Regions from separate parts of the Hordeum vulgare genome. Here region 2 is linked to region 1. The links are chromatin contacts, called in public Hi-C maps. All regions are on one chromosome and are shown on one strand. Each heading gives the region's core, a stretch centred on a gene start, on an enhancer-like site or on the middle of the called end of the contact. The rest is flanking DNA. Distances are from core to core; before and after follow the strand shown. Region 1 holds the start of LOC123438385 (3-hydroxyisobutyryl-CoA hydrolase-like protein 2, mitochondrial). Region 2 holds the start of LOC123411485 (probable xyloglucan galactosyltransferase GT19).

What was found. A called contact is a pair of places that touch in the nucleus more often than the background predicts.
Region 2: a Hi-C map of seedling shows a contact between it and region 1, with 6 times the contacts expected there. The contact joins the promoter of LOC123411485 here to the promoter of LOC123438385 in region 1. A contact is called at or near these places in 4 of 6 Hi-C or Micro-C datasets (leaf and seedling) and 1 of 1 datasets of contacts at active chromatin or transcription factors (embryo).

The regions. Positions count from the first base shown.
Region 1 is chr1H:374,892,989-374,896,456 of MorexV3_pseudomolecules_assembly, forward strand. It overlaps LOC123438385 (3-hydroxyisobutyryl-CoA hydrolase-like protein 2, mitochondrial), which reads right to left and starts at 1,544. Exons shown (of 14, transcript XM_045115773.1): 1 at 1,360-1,544; 2 at 1,170-1,250; 3 at 353-421; 4 at 216-279. The coding sequence starts at 1,491.
Region 2 is chr1H:375,492,877-375,496,628 of MorexV3_pseudomolecules_assembly, forward strand. LOC123411485 (probable xyloglucan galactosyltransferase GT19) reads left to right here and starts at 1,974. Exons shown (of 1, transcript XM_045104443.1): 1 at 1,974-3,697. The coding sequence starts at 2,064. The coding sequence ends at 3,428.

The DNA of each region.
Region 1 (3,468 bases), core at 294-2,793:
AATAAAAAAACTGCTGTTTTTTAGATAAACTTTCAGAAGGGAATGAAGAATGCATGAAAAAATTAGGAGTTCCGCCATCATAACCACTTTTACTTTTCCAATGTAAATGTACTAGAAACTTTAATAAGTTGGTCAGTGTTCCCTGTATAATGGAAGCAATTACCATATTTAACAAATAAATATAATAATATGATGCACAGCATCTTCCCACTTACCTTCATTGATAAGTTGGCGCAATCCAACAACATCCCCACCAGCACAGAATGCTCGGCCGCTGCCCTTCATGCAATACACACCTCAGTTTAGATTCGTCTAGTTCCATTAGCATCATGCAAATGATGAAGCGCTATACCTTCATCATGACGAAACCAATGTCAGGGCTGTCCTCCCATGATTCGTAGAACTTGTTGAGCCTAGCTCCCTATCAAGACAGCAATTCGACTAAAAGTCAGAACCATGCACCAAGAACATACAAGTCAGAAATAAATGATACATGCAGTCAACATAAATACACATGGATTAAAAAAGTAACAGGAATCTGCAGGGTTATTAAAGCACCAGATCAAGCGGTTGAAGCGGTATGTATGGAAATGCAGAAATTACACCGAGCATGACACTTGTACAACCAAATAAGCAAACCATACACTCAGTGGCGGCGTCAAGCCCCAGGCAGCCCATGCAGCCGCCTGAGGCGCGGCTGAGAAATCCTTCATGTACTGTAGGATACAGTAGCATAAGGCCGACCTGGGGCATTGGCAGATCCTGCCTCCGCCATTGCATACACCCATAATCAGGTAAGCGTCTCACGAAATAGGTCCTGAATATGCATCTGAGGGGAATTATATGCACTACTACATTGATGACGTCCCACAGACATCCAATCAGATACCACAAAGCAAATCATCACAAGGGCATGATCTGACAGTCAATGTACGATTGTACTTTAACATTTCAAATAATCCAATTACAAACTTGATGAAGCAACAGTTGTGCAAGGCCACTAAGGCATTTCATCGAATGCCTCGCCTACAGATTGACTGGGATGCTCCAACACATCATCAACCACACAAACGTTTGCCATAGAACACACAGGCATTCCATCGACACCCACACACGATTGATCCAAAGGCGCAGAAACTATTTTACGAAGCAAATGAAGGGACACGTACCATAGTGGTGGTGAGGGCGTTGAGATGGCCGGGGCGGTTGAGCACGGAGGCGCGGGCACTGGCCTTGCCTTCCACCAGCACCTGGAAGCACGCGCCAAACGCGATACAATGTCAGCGACGGAATATCTCGCCTCCGATCACGGAGGCAGGGAGAGGCCGCCAAACGAGCAGTCAACCGGCGCGCAGTTACCTCGTCGCTGTCGTGGGCGGCAGGAGTAGCGGGTGACGGGCGGAGGGAAGAGAGATACCTACCGCCGACGACGCCGCGGCGGAGGGCCTCCCCGGCGCGGCGAGCGGCAGCGGCGGCGGCGAGGCTGGGCATGGTGGAGCGTATAGGGTTTTGGAGGCGGAGAAGAATGGGGAAAGGAAGTGAGCACCTATGTGACCTGTGAGAGATGCCGAAATGGAACCAAACCATAGCGTGGGTTGGGCTGCAGGGGCTTCTGGGCTTTATGCAGGGGACTCTGGGCTTTCCTGATGGCCTGTCTGTTCCAGTCCAATAGCCTTTGTTTTCCTCCTCACAGAACGTTCTCCTCAACTAGTTTCAAATTTCAAAACAAAACAAAAAACCTCATCAAGAAAACAAAAACGTTCTCTCTAAAGTCTCCGTTGTTCCAAAGGGATTTCCGTTTCAAAAAAATAGATTTCATAAGATTATTTAGGATTCCCTAGAAAAAAATAGGATCTAAATCTTTTATAAAAAAATATGCTTATCTTTTGGTTTGTACTGATTGAAATCCATAGAATTAATTTACACTCGATTTTGGAAGAAATTTTCCATCCAGTTACCTCTTGCTTGAAATTATTTATTTTTACAGTATCCTCTTCCATATAAATACATGCTGTTTTATAATCTATATCTATACCTATTAATATAAATTGTTATTTATTTTCTTTTTAAGATTTTTTACTAAGGTGGTACTAATTTTTCGAGCACGCTCATCCAAAATAACAATGACTTTGTTTTTGTTTTGGGACTCCTGAAAAAACTAATCGGTGTTGTTATTGGTCCACGTTCATGTTATGGGGCTCGAATAAAAAATGTTCTACTCCCGTTTTATTTGTGCAAATCCACGCATGCGAGGAAGCAGAAAAAATATTGGTCCAAATCCACGTATGTGAGGAAGCAGCAAAAAAATATTAGTCCAAATCAACGCATATGAGGTAGCAGCAAAAAAACATTTGCTAGCATGAGATTCAAAACTTTAGACCTCCCCTCCTCACACTACAATTGTAGCCAGTTGGACTAGATCTCCAGTTGTCCTCGAAAACCGGGTTAACTATTTGATACATTTACTTATTGGCCGAGTTGTTTACAATTTTCTTTGCGTGTCCCCTGCTGGGCCAAGTTGGGCCTGGTCCAAAGCCTACAGCAAAAAGAGCTCGCTTTTTTTTGATATAAAACAAATTCGCTAACTAATTAAATAGTCCCACCTCATTCTTTTGCACCCAATTTGTTCAGTTTATATACTACGTGAGTGCGAGAATTAACGAGCAACCTTGGCAATCAGCTAATGGAGAGAGAGAGAGACCTACTTAAATCGGTGGCTAATTGGTCGGCCTCCCATGTGATAGGAAAATTGTTGGCTAATCGAGGGAATATATTGAGGCACTCTTAGGCCCAGTTCTTTTCACTCGGGATTCTATAGAATATGTTTGTTGATAGGATAGGGGGTACACTTCTAATTCTAAACGTTTTCTTTTGAGGGACTCTTCATAATCTTGAGATTCGGGGAAAAACCAGGTATTTGAAGATTATAAGATTGCACTATGATTCTAGAGAATCCGGTCGAGATTTTGGAAGCCTGGTCGAGTTCTTTTGGCTCAAGATTCTCGAGACTGAAATTCTCCATAATCTGATAAAAAGAATTGGGCCTTGAATCTGTGGCCAATTGAGAGAATATTGGTGGTGGCTACCGAAGCTTGGGGTGGATTAGTGGTACTTGTTGCTTGCATACTAAATTGTAAAAGAGAAAGCACTATGAGAATCATAAGCAAGCAAACATGCATATGATTCTTTAGAGCTTGTTAGGTTGTTCAATTGGTTCATTAAGTGCATGAGCGTGATATTAGGATTCCTCTGATTTTAAAAATAATAATCAAGAAAGTTAGATATTTTTATGCAAAACATGCACAATGAATTGAAAGACAACGGAAAGTGTAAAAAAGATGTGATATTTGTGGAACATTTTGACGGTATGGGGGAACTGCGGTTCGAGATGGACAAGAGAAAAAGGGACCCATCATAGCTTTGTTCACACTCAAGTTCATGGCAAATGACATTTTCAACATAGCAAAC
Region 2 (3,752 bases), core at 724-3,223, 600 kb after region 1:
TCGGAATTTTAAAAACAATTTTCGAACACAGGCTTAGTTTTTTAGAAAGTAAAACCTTGAGAAAAAGAAAAGAAGAAGAAACAGAAAAAGGGAAAAAAGAAAAAAAAAATGAAAAACATAAACAAAAAATGAAAAATAAATAACATGATAAAAAACAAAAAACATGATTTATTTTGAACCAAACAAAAAACAGGATTTATTTTCAACCAAACCATCTCGAAAGGATATGCGGAGCCCCTTGAACCTCGGGAGCCCCCTATAGAAATAGGATTCGATCCTAAGACCTAGAGCAGCGCAGGTCACTAATAATAACCTGTTAGCCAACAAACCAATATCAGGTTCTTTTCATAAAACGCGCAGAAAAATATAAAAATATATAGCAGGGGTTGATATTTGGATTTTAATTTTTATATATAATTAGTAACAGTTATGTAATGCCGCAATTATTTATAATTCCAACCCTTTTTCTGAAAAAATGTTCCTAAAATTTTCTGTTTCCTTTTACGACAGTTCAAAAATTTCAGAAATCAAAACTGTTTGAAAATTGTTCTCACTCTAAAAAATTGTTCAGAAATAAAAAATATTTGATATTTGAAAATATGTCCGGTGTTTATAAACAATGTTCACCAATTTGAAAAAAGTGTTTGTTTTTTCAAAATGTTCCTAATTGAAAAAATTCTTTGCATTCAAAAATACTATTCAGAACATCGGAAAATGGTCTTATTAATGCCAGGACAATTTTCTGAATGTGAACAATTTTGTGATAAAGGGAATATTTTATAGAACTCCAATTCACAAGAACAATTATAACTTGAAAACATTTTTTGAATCTTAAGATTTTTTTTTGAAAAATCCTGAACAAATTTGTAGCGTGAAATGTTTTTATAGTACGGACGTTTTTTGAATCTTGAGAACAAATCTTAAAACCGAGAACAATTTAGAAAAATCTTGAACAAATTTGGAAGCGCGTACAAACTTTTAAAGCACAAACATTTTTTGAATCCTGAGAACATTTTTTTAAAAGGAAAACAATTTTGGAAAGCCCCCAAAAAATTGAAAGCGCAAACAAATATTTAAAGCACGAACATGTTTTGAATCTTGAGAATAATTTTTGGAAGCGAAAGCAATTTTGAAAAATCGTGAACTAATTTGGAAGCACGAACAATTTTTTAAAGGTTGAACATTTTTGAATCTTTAAAATCCAAAACATTTAGATAAAACTCTCAGAACATTTTTTCAAATTTCGGAACAATTTTTCAAAATTCCTGAACATTTTTTTATATTCCCGGACTATTTGTCAAATTCCTGAACATTTCTGAAGTTCCGAAACATTTTTTTCAAATTCCGAAACATTTTTCAAGTTCCATAATATTTTATTGAAAATCCGGAACAATTTTTCAAATTCCAGAACATTATTTTTTAATTCTGGAACATTATTTTTTCAAATTTCAGAACATTTTTCAAAATTCCGAAACATTTTTCGAAAATCCAGATTCTTTTCTTTAAAGGCAGAACACCTTTTGAAAATCAAAAACATTTTACAAAATCCAGAACATATTTTGCAAATCTAGATCAATTTTTTAAAAAGTAAGAACATTTTTTTAAAATCAAAAATATTTTTAAGACAGAAACAGATAAAAAACATAAAAGAAAAAAGAAAAAAAAGTTAGACCAGTTCAAGAAACCTTCTAAAAGTTTCCTAAAACTAGGAAAAAACCGGCTGAAACTCTATAAGGTTCCTAAAAGGGAAACGCTCGAGCAGTTATATGGGCCGGCACGTTGCGTCGCTGCTGGGTCGCTCGTCTGTACGAAGTGCCGACAGCTGGACACAACGAGCCGTAAATAGGATATTCTTTGAACCTCCCCTATTGAAATAACGTAATATGCCTTCTCTGGCCGTAACGTAATATGCCTTCTCTGGCCGTAATTTACTTTGGGCTTGAAAGGACTCGGCCTATGAGCCCTTTTAACGTGTGTAATCGAACAACCTCCTGACAGTTACACGAGAACCCCACTCTGTGGGTGTCTCTCTCACTGGCTCGCCCCACTCCCCCAACCCCAAGATGCCCAATTCTCTCCTGCTGCTGCTCCTCCTCCTCGTCCTCCGCGCAGTCGCCGGAGACGCCGCCCCCGATTCGTCAGACCCCTGCGCGGGCCGCAGGATCCACATCAGGGACTTGCCCCCGCGCTTCAACACGCACCTCCCCCGCCACTGCGACGCCGCCTTCCCGCTCGCCGACCCGTCCTCGTCGGCCACCTCCGCGCCGACCTGCGAGTCGCTCGCCAACCACGGGCTCGGCCCGCGCACCCACGCCCGCAGCCGCTCTTGGTACCGCACCGACGCGCGCCTCCTGGAGCCCTTCTTCCACCGCCGACTCCTCGAGCGCCGCTGCCTCGTCGCCGACCCCGGCCTCGCCGACGCCGTGTTCGTCCCGTACTACGCGGCGCTCGACTCTATCCCCTACGTCCTCGACCCCTCGCTCCTCAACTCTTCCGCGCTTCACGGCGCGTCCCTCGCGCAGTTCCTGGCGCGCGACCGGCCCCAGATCCTGGCGCGTCGGCATGGGCACGACCATTTCATGGTGCTCGCCGGTTCCGCGTGGGACCACTCGCAGCCGCCGCGTGCGGAGCCCCGGCTGCTGGGCACTACGTCGCTGGTCAGGCTGCCGGAGTTCGAGAACTTCACGTTCCTGGCGCTCGAGTCGCGCTCGTGGCCATGGCAGGAGCACGCGATCCCGCACCCGACGTCTTTCCACCCTGCCTCGCTCCCGCGGCTGGAGGCCTGGCTTGCGCGCGCGCGGCGCTCCCGCCGCGCCACGCTGATGCTCTTCGCCGGCGGCGTCTCGCGCCCGTCCAGGCCCAACATCCGGGGCTCCATCCTCGCCGAGTGCGCGAACCGCACCGACGCGTGCGTCGTCGTGGACTGCTCAGCCGGCAAGTGCTCCCACGACCCCGTGCGGTACATGCGCCCGATGCTGGGCGCCAAGTTCTGCCTGGAGCCGCCGGGGGACACGCCGACGCGGCGGTCGACGTTCGACGCCATACTCGCCGGGTGCGTGCCGGTGTTTTTCGAGGACGCCGCGGCGAGGCGGCAGTACGGCTGGCACCTCCCCCCGGGGCGGTACGACGAGTTCTCCGTGCACATTCAGAAGGAGACGGTGGTGCTCGGGGGCGTCAAGATCGCTGAGACGCTGGCGGCCGTGCCCGACGCGGAGGTGCGGAGGATGCGAGAGCGCGCGCTGGAGATGGCGCCCAGGGTGCTCTACCGGAGACACGGGAGCACCGCGGAGCTGAGGGAGGCGGGTAAGGACGCGGTCGACCTCGCCGTGGACGGCGCGCTCCGGAGGATTCGCAGGCGGGCTCGCGCGCTGGAGGAAGGCCAGCCGGAGAGGATATACGCGCAGGAGGATGACAGTGTCGAGACGTAGGACTACGAAATGAAATGAAATGCTCTTGAGGACATTCTCTTAGTCTGGATTTGGACATTTTTATGTCGTGCAAAATCCGCAGTTTACTTCCATCTTTCGCTTTGAAGAGTGTACATTTGCTATGTCATCCACGAGATTTATTCTCCTTGCAAATGTGGCAAGCCAATTGCATTTCAAGTGTTGCTGTTGTGCTATAGAAATAGAACTGACTACTGAACGCAGTTGGCACTAGAAGGAGAATAAGATGGTCGTGTATTTTCATGGTTTAATGCAACTGGTTGCGTTCACATACTTCTTTTTGCGAATGACAATCGGCCGCATAAG